Regions from separate parts of the Mus musculus genome. Here region 2 is linked to region 1. Evidence: chromatin contacts called from public Hi-C data. All regions are on one chromosome and are shown on one strand. The core of a region is the stretch at or near the end of the contact, and the rest is flanking DNA. Distances in the headings are between cores, read along the strand shown.

Region 1 (6,414 bases), core at 2,208-4,707:
TTTGGGTTGGCGACTATCATAGTGGGTATTGCCATTTGATAATAGATAATCTCTCAGCAGTTCTGGTGTTGGGCTGGTGATGAGGCTCAGCAGATAAAGATGCTTTCCTCCAAGCCTAGTAGCTTGAGGTCTGTCTCTGGGACCCACATGGTGAAAAGAGACCGGTTGTTGCAAGCTGTTCTTTAACTACTACATATGTGCCTAATAAATACAATTTTGAAAAGGGTCCCTGTATTTAAGGCTCTGTCTCCCCCTGATAGGAGATGGTGGAAATTTGAGAGGTAGGAAGGACTTCATTGGAGAATGTTATGCAGTTGCGTTGTATACCCTTGAATGGGATTTGGGGATGCTAGCATCTCTTCTCTTTCTGTTCCCCAAACTAGCATAAAGTAAACAACTTCACTATATGCTCCCTAAAGCAGGGGGTCCTGACCATGAGCTGAGACCTCAACCTTTTCTTCTTCTTTTTTTTAAATTTATTTTTTATTACATATTTTCCTCAATTACATTTCCACTGCTATCCCAAAAGCCTCCCACGCCCCCCCCCCACCCATTCCCATTTTTTGGCCCTGGCGTTCCCCTGTACTGGGGCATATAAAGTTTGCCTGTCCAGTGGGCCTCTCTTTCCAGTGATGGCCGACTAGGCCATCTTTTGATACGTGTGCAGCTAGAGTCAAGAGCTCCAGGGTACTGATTAGTTCATAATGTTGCACCTATAGGGTTGCAGATCTCTTTAGCTCCTTGGATACTTTCTCTAGCTCCTCCATTGGGGGCCGTGTGATCCATCCAATAGTTGACTGTGAGCATCCACTTCTGTATTTGTTAGGCCCCAGCCTAGTCTCACAAGAGACGGCTATATCACGGTCCTTGCACCAAACGCTTGCTAGTGTATGCAATGGTGTCATCATTTGGAGGCTAATTATGGGATGAATCCCTGGATATGGCAGTCTCTTGAAGGTCCATCCTTTTGTCTCAGCTTCACACTTTGTCTCTGTAACTCCTTCCATGGGTGATTGTTTCCAATTCTAAGAAGGGGCAAAGTGTCCACACTTTGGTCTTCGTTCTTCTTCAGTTTCATGTGTTTTGCAAATTGTATCTTATATCTCAATATATTAAGTTTCTGGGCTAATAAGTTGAGCTTCCTCAGGCATTTTGTCACAGTGACAGAATGCTGACCAACAGAGTGGGACGGTGAAGTGCAGAGCCTTGACACAGAACTGGGAGGACATGGTTGTCACCTGATTGATCTCACCCCAGCTATTTTTTTCTTATAGGCCTGATTGTCAGCAAAATATGAGAAATATGTGTCTGTGATGACCAACTCCCGGTTCTTTCTCTGTCAGGAAGTTCTAACTGTACCTAAGTGCCTAGGTCCACTGAGCCCTTAGCCACAGTTGATGACAAAACAAAACAAAACAAAACAAAACAAAAAAACCCCCTATTTCTACAGTTTGCCTCTAAACAGGAAATGAGCACATTGTGCTGTGTCCCCAATGGCATGTGGATTCTTCTACTCAGAGGCTGATCTAACTGACCAAGTTCTTTGATTTTGAGGATTTATACAAATCAGCCAGACTTTTCCATATTACCCAGGTTTATTATACGGCTCAAAGTCCATTCCTAAATCACACCTGAAGTTCCTTTTTTAATTGGTTATTTTATTTATTTATATTTCAAATGTTATCCCCTTTCCCGGTTTCCTCTCTGCAAACCCTCTATCCCATCTCCCCTTACCCCCACTACTATGAGGTGCTCCCCAACCCCACTCCCTCCTCACTACCCTAGCTTTCTTCTTCACTAGGGCATCAAGCCTTCAGAAGAAACCATTCAAGACTCCTAGCAGGGCAGCAGTGGGAAAGTGTGAGCACTATGCTTCTTACCCATTTCTCAAATCTTAGTGTCTAGTCTTGATGAAGGTAGATGTATTTGTCAATCTGGCACCGCCCAGAATCTCCTGGGAAGCCTCTCAATGAGGAATTGTCTACTATGGGTTAGGCTGTGGGTAAGTCTTGGGAATGCTGTCTTATTATGGTAATTAATAAGGAGAGACTCAGTCCACTGTGGGTGACACTACTTCTTAGGCAGGGGTCCAGAATTATATAAGGACCATGAAATGAACCAAGTAAAGAATCATGCACCCATTCATTTGGACTCAACTGGCAGCTTCATGCTCCTGCCATGGGCACGTCCTTGTGCCAGCATGGATGGTTACCATAAACTGTGAACTGAATAAACACTTCTCTACTGCAAGTTGTTTTTTATCAGGACATTTTGTTGTGGCAACAGAAATGAAACTAGGGAGATATCTTAGCACAGTAAATGTTTGTTTATTTCTTTTATAAAAAGGAAAGATTTATTTTATCTATGTACACGTGTTTGTGTGATTATTTGCACATGTGTCTCTGATGTGGAAAGAGTGTCTTCAGGACACCCTTCTTGTCACATGAGTGTTTCTGTTCAAACTCCAGTCCTCAAGATTACATAGAAGGCACACTTAAGCACTGAGACATCACATCTGTTCCAAAGTTCCTTTCTTGGTCTTGTAATATTATTCTCTGCTGTACAGCTTTCCTCTCTCTTGCTCTCCTTCATTGATGATATGTAAATTTGGGGGTTAAGTCAAGTGAAATGGAGGTTATAAAGGTAAAAGAAAAAAATGTGCTCTTGACTAGATAATGAGGACAAGTAGCAGAAAGAGCTGGATGGGCTTGGACACATGAGATGCCTGTAATGACAGGGAGAGAAATAAGGTACAGGTCATAAACCCAAGGAACCAGGTTGTCTTTGTAAAGCTAAAAGTGGTCCTCAGAAGAACTGGGAAGATTGTGAGGACCGAGAGCCAGCCCACCAGTGAAAGACTCTGCAGCCTCACTGACAGTGGGGTAGGACCAGGCCAAAAAAAAAAAAATCCTTTACACTGAGTGCAAATGATGTGCTTACTATGATATATATATATATATGTATATATATATATACACGTATATATATGTATATATGTGTATATGTGTATATATGTAAACATATATACATATATGTGTATATATGTGTGTATATACATATATATTTACCTTGTATAATGCTTAATTTTGCTTGTCAATTTGGCTAGACCAGAGATAAGCCACTCAGAATACTTCTAAAGTGTTTTCTTGATCTGAGTGGAGAGAACCATCCTAAAGTTCTGCAGTATCTTCTAATGACCACACACATGCCATGGCAGATGAATACCCACACTCACAGACATACACACTCACTCATTGTGTGCATGCACGCGCAAGCGCGTGCGCACACACACACACACACACACACACACACACAAATAATAAATAAAATAAGAATTAAAATGAAAAGAAGACATACTGTGTAGTGACTGAATTTTTGTTAACCTGTCTGGGTCCTGAGATGCTTTAAAAATAGCTCCAGGAAGAAAGCCAGGCTCATCTGAAGGAATGAGTCACAAAGGGCAGACCAGCAGCCGTGACTCAGAGGTATTCTGGGTGAAGGCCTGCCCTGGGTCTTCCAACCACGCCACCCACTCATCTCATATTTCCTTCTCATACGATCTGATTATTCTTTTCTCTTGCTGCCAATCAGACTTCACTTCTCTCACTCAAGCCACGGGTAATTATTTCACCCTTGACTAATTGACGGTGACAAATAGCTACTAAATTGGGTAGATAAGGGGAACAAATTTGGTGTTCTTGTCTTTCCCGGACTTTTCAGGCTGGGAGAGATTGGAATGTTCCCCTGGATTGAATTGCACAAAATTGTACCGTCAATCTTAAGGACATCCGTATGAGCTAACAAGATACAGGGACACAAAAGAAAAAAGAACACAGCAGAAAACTTCCTAACGTTTAATGTCCTAACGGCGGCAGCAGAGTACATAAAAGAGGAAAAAAATGTGTGTGTGTGTGTGTGTGTGTGTGTGTGTGTGTGTGTGTGTGTGTGCCTGCACGTGTACATAAAGCTCACAGCAAGACTGACTGTTGAGTGAGGAATTGTAAATTTATCTACAGCTTATGAACATAATCTCAGCCTAAAGTATGAGTGGGATGAAGTTCTGAGGAAGAAAACCTCTTGCTTGAAGCATGTAGAGTTGCAGTTTCCTTGTCCACAGCAGAATAAAAGTTTATTTCACTTTGTTTTGATCATAGATCATGACTTCTCCACCCTCTGCAAAAGCTCACAATCAGAAATAGCTTGAAAATAGTAGGGGGCTAGGGAAATGGCTCAGTCACTAAATGCTTGCCATCTAAACAGGATGACCTGAGTTTAAGGGCCAGGACCCATGTTAAAAAGCCTGGCATGGCTGCACGTTTGTCAACCCAGATCTGGCACATAGATAGGAGGACTCGAACGACTTGCTAACTGGCAAGTTGAGACAAATCAGTAAACTCAGGTTTATCGAGAGACCCCATCTCAAAAACTAGGGTGGAAACCTACTGAGGAAAACACCTGAAAGGCAACACATCTGACTTAGACATGCATGTATACATTATTGTACATGTGTTTGCCCACATAAATTGATAACCAACATCTTTTACATCATGGACCACTTCAGATGATGGCCCTAGAGAAGCTGAGACCATCCTAGTCTTTCATCATAGCCTCCCTTTACCTCACTTGGTCCTGTATGCTCCACCTACCAGTGGTTTGGCTAATATTTATGGTACTAAAGTGGAAGGAGTTTTTTTGAATTGATTCAGTTTAAAGCGGGATTTTGAATGTCTCATTTGATTTTAAATAAAAGCTCAGGAAATTCAGCCAGGCATCAGGTGACATGAGCAACCTTGAAGGGAACAGCTTTTTAGTAAGCCCCAACTTTTGATGTATTGTTCAACAACCACCTTAATCAGAATGTCTCTCTGGAAGCCGCCATGATTAGCAGTGACATGCTAATTGAAATGTACTTTCCCCAGTGAACCACTTAACAACTTATACAAATATCAAAGCCCTGGGCTTTACTGTCAGTCTTTGTTTGGGAATGAGAAATTTATAAAAAACATATGTTTCCAACTGTCATTGATGGAGCGTTCTGAAAACATGACCACTGAATCATATCCAACCTTCTGCAGACACCACACCAGTCAGGGTACATTTCTCTGCTCATAATGTCTCCTTCCAGAAGAAATCAACTCTGCACCAGTGTTTCATTACTGAAATGGGGGAGCTATTGGTAGTGGAGACAGGACTGAGGGAAAGAATAATCACAGTGCAAAAGCCTAGGGAGTTTTAATTCTGGTAGGTGGGCAAGAGGAACAATTAGGAGAGAAGCCATTGAACTAGTGGCCACCCAGGTAATCCTGTTACAAGGAAACCTGGGTTCTCTTTTGTGAGCTCATAGTGTCTTTGATTTAAAAGTATTAAAAGCAAGCTCAGAAGGAAGCTCTAGTACCATTTTATGACAGAGAGAAAAACAACAGAGAGAGTGAGCCACAGAGAGAGTGAGCCACAGAGTGAGTCACAGAGAGAGTGAGCCACAGAGAGTGAGCCACAGAGAGAGTGAGCCACAGAGAGGGTGAGCCACAGAGAGTGAGCCACAGAGAGGGTGAGCCACAGAGAGGGTGAGCCACAGAGAGAGTGAGCCACAGAGAGGGTGAGCCACAGAGAGAGTGAGCCACAGAGAAGGCAAACAACAGAAAATATCAGCAACTCCTGGGGAGAAAATGATAGAGAAGAGCAAGAGAAAGTCATACTTTTTGAATTAGACATGGAGGTCAGAATGCAGCTATATAAATGCAGGGAGAGAAAGGTCTTCAAAGAAACAGCAAAAAGACCCAGAGTGTGAAGGGAAGTATATGTAGGAGTCTGGCTACTATCTGAAAGGAGAGGGAGAGAGGGAGAGAGGGAGAGAGGGAGAGAGGGAGAGAGGGAGAGAGGGAGAGAGGGAGAGAGGGAGAGAGGGAGAGAGGGAGAGAGGGAGAGAGAGAGAGAGGGAGAGGGAGAGAGAGAGGGAGAGAGGGAGAGAGAGAGGGAGAGGGAGAGGGAGAGGGAGAGGGAGAGGGAGAGGGAGAGGGAGAGAGAGAGGGAGAGAGGGAGAGAGAGAGGGAGAGGGAGAGGGAGAGGGAGAGGGAGAGGGAGAGGGAGAGGGAGAGGGAGAGGGAGAGGGAGAGGGAGAGGGAGAGGGAGAGGGAGAGGGAGAGGGAGAGGGAGAGGGAGAGAACAGAAAGAAGGAAAAGGAACCTTACAATTTTTTAAATTAAAATTCAGAAAAGAGGGCAAGTTTAGCATTAATTTTCAAGCAACTGGATTAAGGGAGGGTTCCTGGGGGGTATAAGTACATTATTTCATTAAGGGGATAATTATTCCTCCCATATCCATTGCATATCTTCCGATAGGATAGGTCAGCCTTCCTGAGGTGTGGTCTCCTGGGCAGGTGATTGACAGATGTAACTTGTTTAATTCTTAAAGGAG
Region 2 (5,852 bases), core at 2,918-5,417, 310 kb before region 1:
AAATATAGGACATGAATTAATGTAATTTCACAGGTGGTCCTAATCTACAGTCACGCTGAGAACTACTCAGGTGTCGAATTCAGAGGGGTTAGGATGCATGATGTAAGAGTGAATTCAAGGGCTGCAGAGATGGTTCAGTACAGTGCTGGCCACGGAAGAGTGAATGAATCAACCCTATGAAACCTGGGGATGGTAGCATGGACTTGTAATCCCAGTGCCGAGGAGGCAGAAACAGGAGGGTCCCTGAGGCTTGCTGGCCAGCCAGGAGAGCCAAGTTCACGAGCTTCAGGGTGAGTGAGAGACCTTGTCTCAAAAACTATGGTAGGGTGGGAATGAGAAAGACACCAAGTATCACTTCTTGGCACACACATGCACATACATGTACTAAACGTGTGCCTGTGTACACATGGGTGCCTCCCACCCCCCATACAAACCACAGTACCTGACACACAATACAGGGCCAATCATGATGCTAATATATAGCCTTCAGTTGTAGCTTTTTCCATCTTTGATTATTATCTTCCTCCCCTCTTCCCTCCACTCATCCTTGAGACTCAGTCTTTCTGCCAACTCTGGGAACACACTGAGTTTCCAGCTATTGTATCTTCAGAGTTATTCTTCAGCCTGCCCTCCGCAGATCCTTCACAGTTTTCAACTCTGACTTGAAATCACATTTAGTCTCCAAGTATCTCTGTTAATTCAAGGTACATCTTGTTAACACTTGTGGTTTGAATATGCAGTATCTCCCCCAGGCTCATGTGTTTGGACACTGTTTCCAGCTCCTGGTGGTAATTAGGTAGTGGAGCCCTGCTGCAGAAATGTGGTCACTGGGCTGAGCCTGGAGGCTTTGTAGTTAAGTCACATTTCCTGTCCATTCTCCAATGTGATCAGCAGACTCACGCGCCTATCCCCTTGACTTTCCCACCATGACAGACTGCAGTCTTTCTTATGACATGATCTAAAATAAACTGATTTACCCTCAAGTCATTTCTTGTCAGGTATTTAATCACAGCGATGAGAGAAATAACTAACATTGCTATTACATATCAATTTAACCATTTATTGTGGTTCTCTCACTAGACTGTAAGCGCAATTTGTCCATTTACTTTCTTCTTAAGGTCCAGTGCTTGATGTCTAGTAGCTGCTCAGGTTACAGTTGTAGAAGCGATGAATGAACTAAGAAATGATTCATCCAATAATCTTAAAGAGGCAAAATTTCCTTTTAGGCCCCTTAAGTTATGTATCTGTGTTAGTCTGTTTTGTTATGCTTGCTATAATAAACTATCTGGGACTGGGTCCTTTTTATGGAGATTTTTACTTAGCTCACAGTTTTGGAAGGTCAAAGTCTAAGACACTTGGCCAGGCTGGTTGAACCTGGGGAGGGCCTTTTACCTATGAGGCAACATGGTAGATAATATAGAGGAGACACGTGTAAGAGGGCAGGAGCTTGCCGAGAGGCAAGAGGCTTGCTCTTCTTATAACAACCTGCTCTCTAATAATGAATTCACTCATACCAGTCTTTAATCACCCCATTCATGAGTGGAGCCCAGATTGCATAATTGCTGTTTATTAGGCCCTGCCTATATCTTAAAGGTTCTACTACAGTGGTTGATATCCCCATACTAGGGCAGATTTCCATAAGCCTGGCATTAGAGAAGCTATGGCCAAACAAAAGCAGTATTTCACATTAAAACCTCCAGCTTTGGCGATACAGACACATGACCCCTGTGACCCCAGCACTTAGGAGGCAGAGGCTGAAGGATCTCTACAGGTTCAAGGCCAGCCTAGCCTGCATAGTGAATTTCAGGTCAGCCCCTGCTACACGGTGAGCTCTTGACTCAAATATGACCACAAACAAACAAACAAACACTACCATAAAAGAAAGATAAGATAGGTTTTAGAATTTGGGGTTCCAGTCATTGAATAGAAAAACCTGCCATGTTCTTTGGTTTTACTGTCTCGATGCTTTTTATTTGAGTAAGATTTCCAAGTGCCAGGTTCTCAGAACCTTAACTGAAGTATCCGCCCACATACAATAATTACCATTAAGGCTGAAGATGTCTGCTAGCTGCTCAGGTTGAAGTTGTAGAAGAGATAAATGAACTTGTAAATGATTCATTTTATAATCTCAAAGAAGCAAAAGTTCTTACTGTTTTTTTTGCTTTGTAGAAGTAAATGAAGCTTTTAGGGAAGTAAAAGCAGCCCAGTGACTTCTGTGGATGTTTGCTTATATTTAGCTGCAGTGTTTATTCTTTCTAATTTGCCCAATGGTCTCTCTCATTGAAAGAACAAACAAGAAGTATTATTGGGGCAGGGCAACAGCAGAACTATCAAATCACTGATATTTCTAGTGGTTAAAAGGACTTTAAAAATTAGCAGGTTCACTATTTTACTTCATATCTATAAAAAGAAAAACCTAGAAAAAAAGGACCAATTGGACCTGACTTCACATATGGAGTCAGTGCTGAGACACAACTGAACTTTCAAAAAGTCTTCACCAGCAGTCCAATGGCACAGAACCAACTTTAAAGTAAGCCAAAATAAATATGATCTCACCGCCCTCTTAAGTCATACCCTGACATCAGTTTGTTCTGGATTTTCATGTTGCTGTGAAAAACAAATGCTTGGCAAAAGGACTTGAGGGAGGATGGGTTTATTTTGGCTCCCATTAAGGAAGGACACAGGCCATCACCATAGCTAAGGCATGGAGGCGAGAGTGAGGTCACACTGACTGAAGAGACAGGAAAGAAACAGGAAACTGAGAGGAGTGTTGATGCTCAGTGAGCTTTCTCTTTTTTATTCAGCTCTTGACCCCATTGGGGCTGCTCACATCCATGTGCTTCTTCCTTCCTTCTTTCCTGAAATGTTTCTAGAAACATCCCTCAGACATACACCCAGAGGTATTCCCATAGCGATTCTCAATCCTGCCAAGTTGACAAAAATATCATATCATGGATAATATGGGTTATCCCATGTGTATTTTTATTTTTCCTTATAAAACTCTTCATCTGTGCAGCATAATTAGCCTAGGCTTTCAATTACTATGCATAAAAACCTGCAGGAATTAAATTTAAGATTAGCTAGACAAAAACCATTAGAAATACATGAAAAGCCATATTATTACATGCTGAGTCTTTTGGTCCAAGTTTAGTTTCTCTTATTTTTAAGAAATAAATGTGTTGATAAAATGATCAGAAACTGTTAAAGATGCATCTGATTGTTAGTTCAAAGTAAATGAAAACAAAGGCATTTAACCAAATGACATTCTCTTGCTAAATTATAGCAATTACTTTAGGCCCATAGTTCCTACAAAACTCTCCTTAAGACCAATGCAATCAGACCACAAGCATAATATATTTTTGGCTAAGCTCCCCAAAAGATGATATAGTGAACAGCCCAGAGGTGGTAATCAAGCCACTTATTAGCCTTTAAAAACACTCTGTAGAGGAATGTAGTGGTGGGCAGGAAAAATGATCAAAACGTATTGTATATGTATGAAATTTTTCTTTAAAAAAAAAAAAAAAGAGTCCTTAAGGACTTCATACAATGCATTTTTATATTTACTCCCCACTTCCCTGACACATCTCCCGGATTCGCACTCCACTTCCCCACTCGAACTTCAAGTCCTTAAAATCTTCAAGGAATAAAGAAAACAAAACTTCTCTGTACCATTTTCCATCCAAAACAACAGCTCATCTGCACCATCTCCAACGTGCACACTATCCATTCTCTTAATTATGGTTTCCAGTTCTAAAAGGAAGGTCTTAGCTGGGCGTGGTGGCGCACACTTCTGATCCTAGCACTGAGGAAGCAGAGACAAGTAGCTCTCGAGGTCTGCCTGGTCTACCTGGGTAGCTTCAGACCGGCTAAGGCTACATACACTGTGTGACCCTGTCTCAAGAAGGAAGCGCTTTAAGTCAAATTTTGACAGTAACAGAGGTGATAAGGTTTTGTGTTGCTTGGTCTTTGACCCAAGTCTCTCGAGAGCTGATGCAAAGAGCTGCCTTTAATCCGTATTCAGAAAGGATACTGAGGCACACTCCAAGGCGGGAAGAAGTTGCAGGCGACAACCGTGGAGCCTGTCACCCGGCTGGCAACTGCGGCCCACGCAGAGGGTGGAGTCTCGGGCTGCGCGTGCGTGCGCGCACGAGTCCCTCACTCCGCCCACAGAGTCCAGATGCCCATCCAGAACCTCTGACTCCCGAGGGCACCAACAACAGCTGATTTCGCAGCCTCTCCTCCTCCCAGACAGGGTCCCCACCTCCTTCCAGCCCGGAGTGCCCGGCACACCGGAAGTCCTTTTGCCCCGTCTCCGCAGAGCGGAGGCAGTGCGCGCAGAGGCAACCGGAAGCTCCTCTGCCCCTACCGTCAGCGTGAAGCCGCCGGGCGGCGCAGGCGCAGTGCGGCTCAGGCGGAGCTGTGGGAGGGGAGTAGGTCGGGGGCCGGTCCCTGAAGATGGCGGAGGCGGGGGTGAACTGGGGGTCTCCGGGCAGAGCTCAGGTGAGCTTATTTGGCCGGGGACGGCTCGAGGACGGCGGTGGCTTTTGGGAAGAGGAGCTGTTTATGTTTTAACGTCGCAGGCTGGCAACACTCCTAGCTGGTGTTGGGGGATCCAGGACCCGCAGGTGGGGCCTGCTGGGGCGAGGGGTCCCCGGCTTACCTGGAGAGAGGTCAGCGAGATCTAGGGAAAAACCAGCGGGCTCATAGAGGGACAGGCTTTGGGGGATGCCGAGGTCCCTGGACAGTGGAAGACTGTCAGAGTGGAAGAAGGCTGGAGGACAGCGGAAAGGGCGACCCTGGAGGTCTGTTTGGGGACAGAGATGGGCCAGCTGTCTAGTGTACACCTGCCCGGACTCGGTGCCTTGTAGTCTGGGAGGAAGACTCAGGCTTGTATGGGAGATGGATGGAAATTAGGTACATAACCGTAGGAAGTTTAGAATCTACCGAAATAAGAGGACTCCTGAGTTGAAGAGTAGGGATTGTGAATCGGAAGTGAATACCTTTTAGGTATGTATCAGTGGGTGCTGCCAAGCAGTTGTTGCCAGGGCCTAGAAGTCGGTTGGTGATAGTAAGTGGGGCTTTAGCGTCGTTCTTTGGGGATGAGCCGGCTGGTAAAGGAAAACAGTGCTTTGCTGAGGATGGCGTTTAGGGACACGAAAGGAGTTAAAACTTAAGTGAAAAGTTGTTCACGGGTAGTGTGAACTATGTCGTTGGGTGAAATAGATACCCCGAAGTGTTTACTGTTTTGTAGGATTGATGAGGAAATTCTTGGAGAAAGAGCAAATTGAGTTGACTGTTGGGACACTTATGTTGGCTGGTTTCAGTGACCACAGCAATGAAAGACAGTCTCCAGTTCTGGATTAAAACAAAACAAAACAAAACAAAACAAAAAAAAAAAACCAAGGCTTCCATGCGGGGCTTCCTCTCTGCCCCCCCTTCCCCCCTAGCTTTGGGGTTTGGCCCAGACAGTGAACTACTGAATGAAAATGAATAAAGGGGTGTCCCCTGTTAATTAATGACCTGCGGGGGAAAAACAATGACTGATGTTTTCTTCCTCCATCGTTTTTTCTGGATTTGTAACCGCTGATATTACTTGTTTTCATAGTATTCAGCTCGCATCTATTATGAAATGACCAATCTATGAGTCGTTTTGTATTCGGGGAAATTTGATGCTTTAAAAACGGATAATTGTGTTTTAGATAGAGATACTGAAAAGGAAAAGATAAAGGACAGTTCAGTAAAAACACTGTTTTTATTGTGTGTAGAAAATTATCACCAAGCAGTAGATAACATTTTTTAAGGACTAAGCTTTCTGTGCTTTCTGTTTAAAGCAGTGCGCTGTGTGACTGCTG

What was found. A called contact is a pair of places that touch in the nucleus more often than the background predicts.
Region 2: a contact with region 1 is called in a Hi-C map of muscle stem cells, with 3 times the contacts expected there. The contact joins the promoter of Insig2 here to the enhancer-like site in region 1. A contact is called at or near these places in 1 of 39 promoter capture datasets (the 3T3-L1 cell line), 1 of 484 Hi-C or Micro-C datasets (muscle stem cells) and 1 of 9 other capture datasets (liver).

The regions. Positions count from the first base shown.
Region 1 is chr1:121,011,369-121,017,782 of GRCm38.p6, reverse strand. No RefSeq gene overlaps it. Among named protein-coding and RNA genes, the nearest start is that of Gm34698, 21 kb to the right of the region's middle. Within about 2 kb of position 3,457, at least 49 of the 459 cell types and tissues checked have an H3K27ac peak or open chromatin away from gene starts, as enhancers often do. A contact at or near this core is called in muscle stem cells, where this site is marked.
Region 2 is chr1:121,326,339-121,332,190 of GRCm38.p6, reverse strand. Insig2 (insulin induced gene 2) reads left to right here and starts at 4,167. Exons shown (of 6, transcript NM_133748.2): 1 at 4,167-4,500.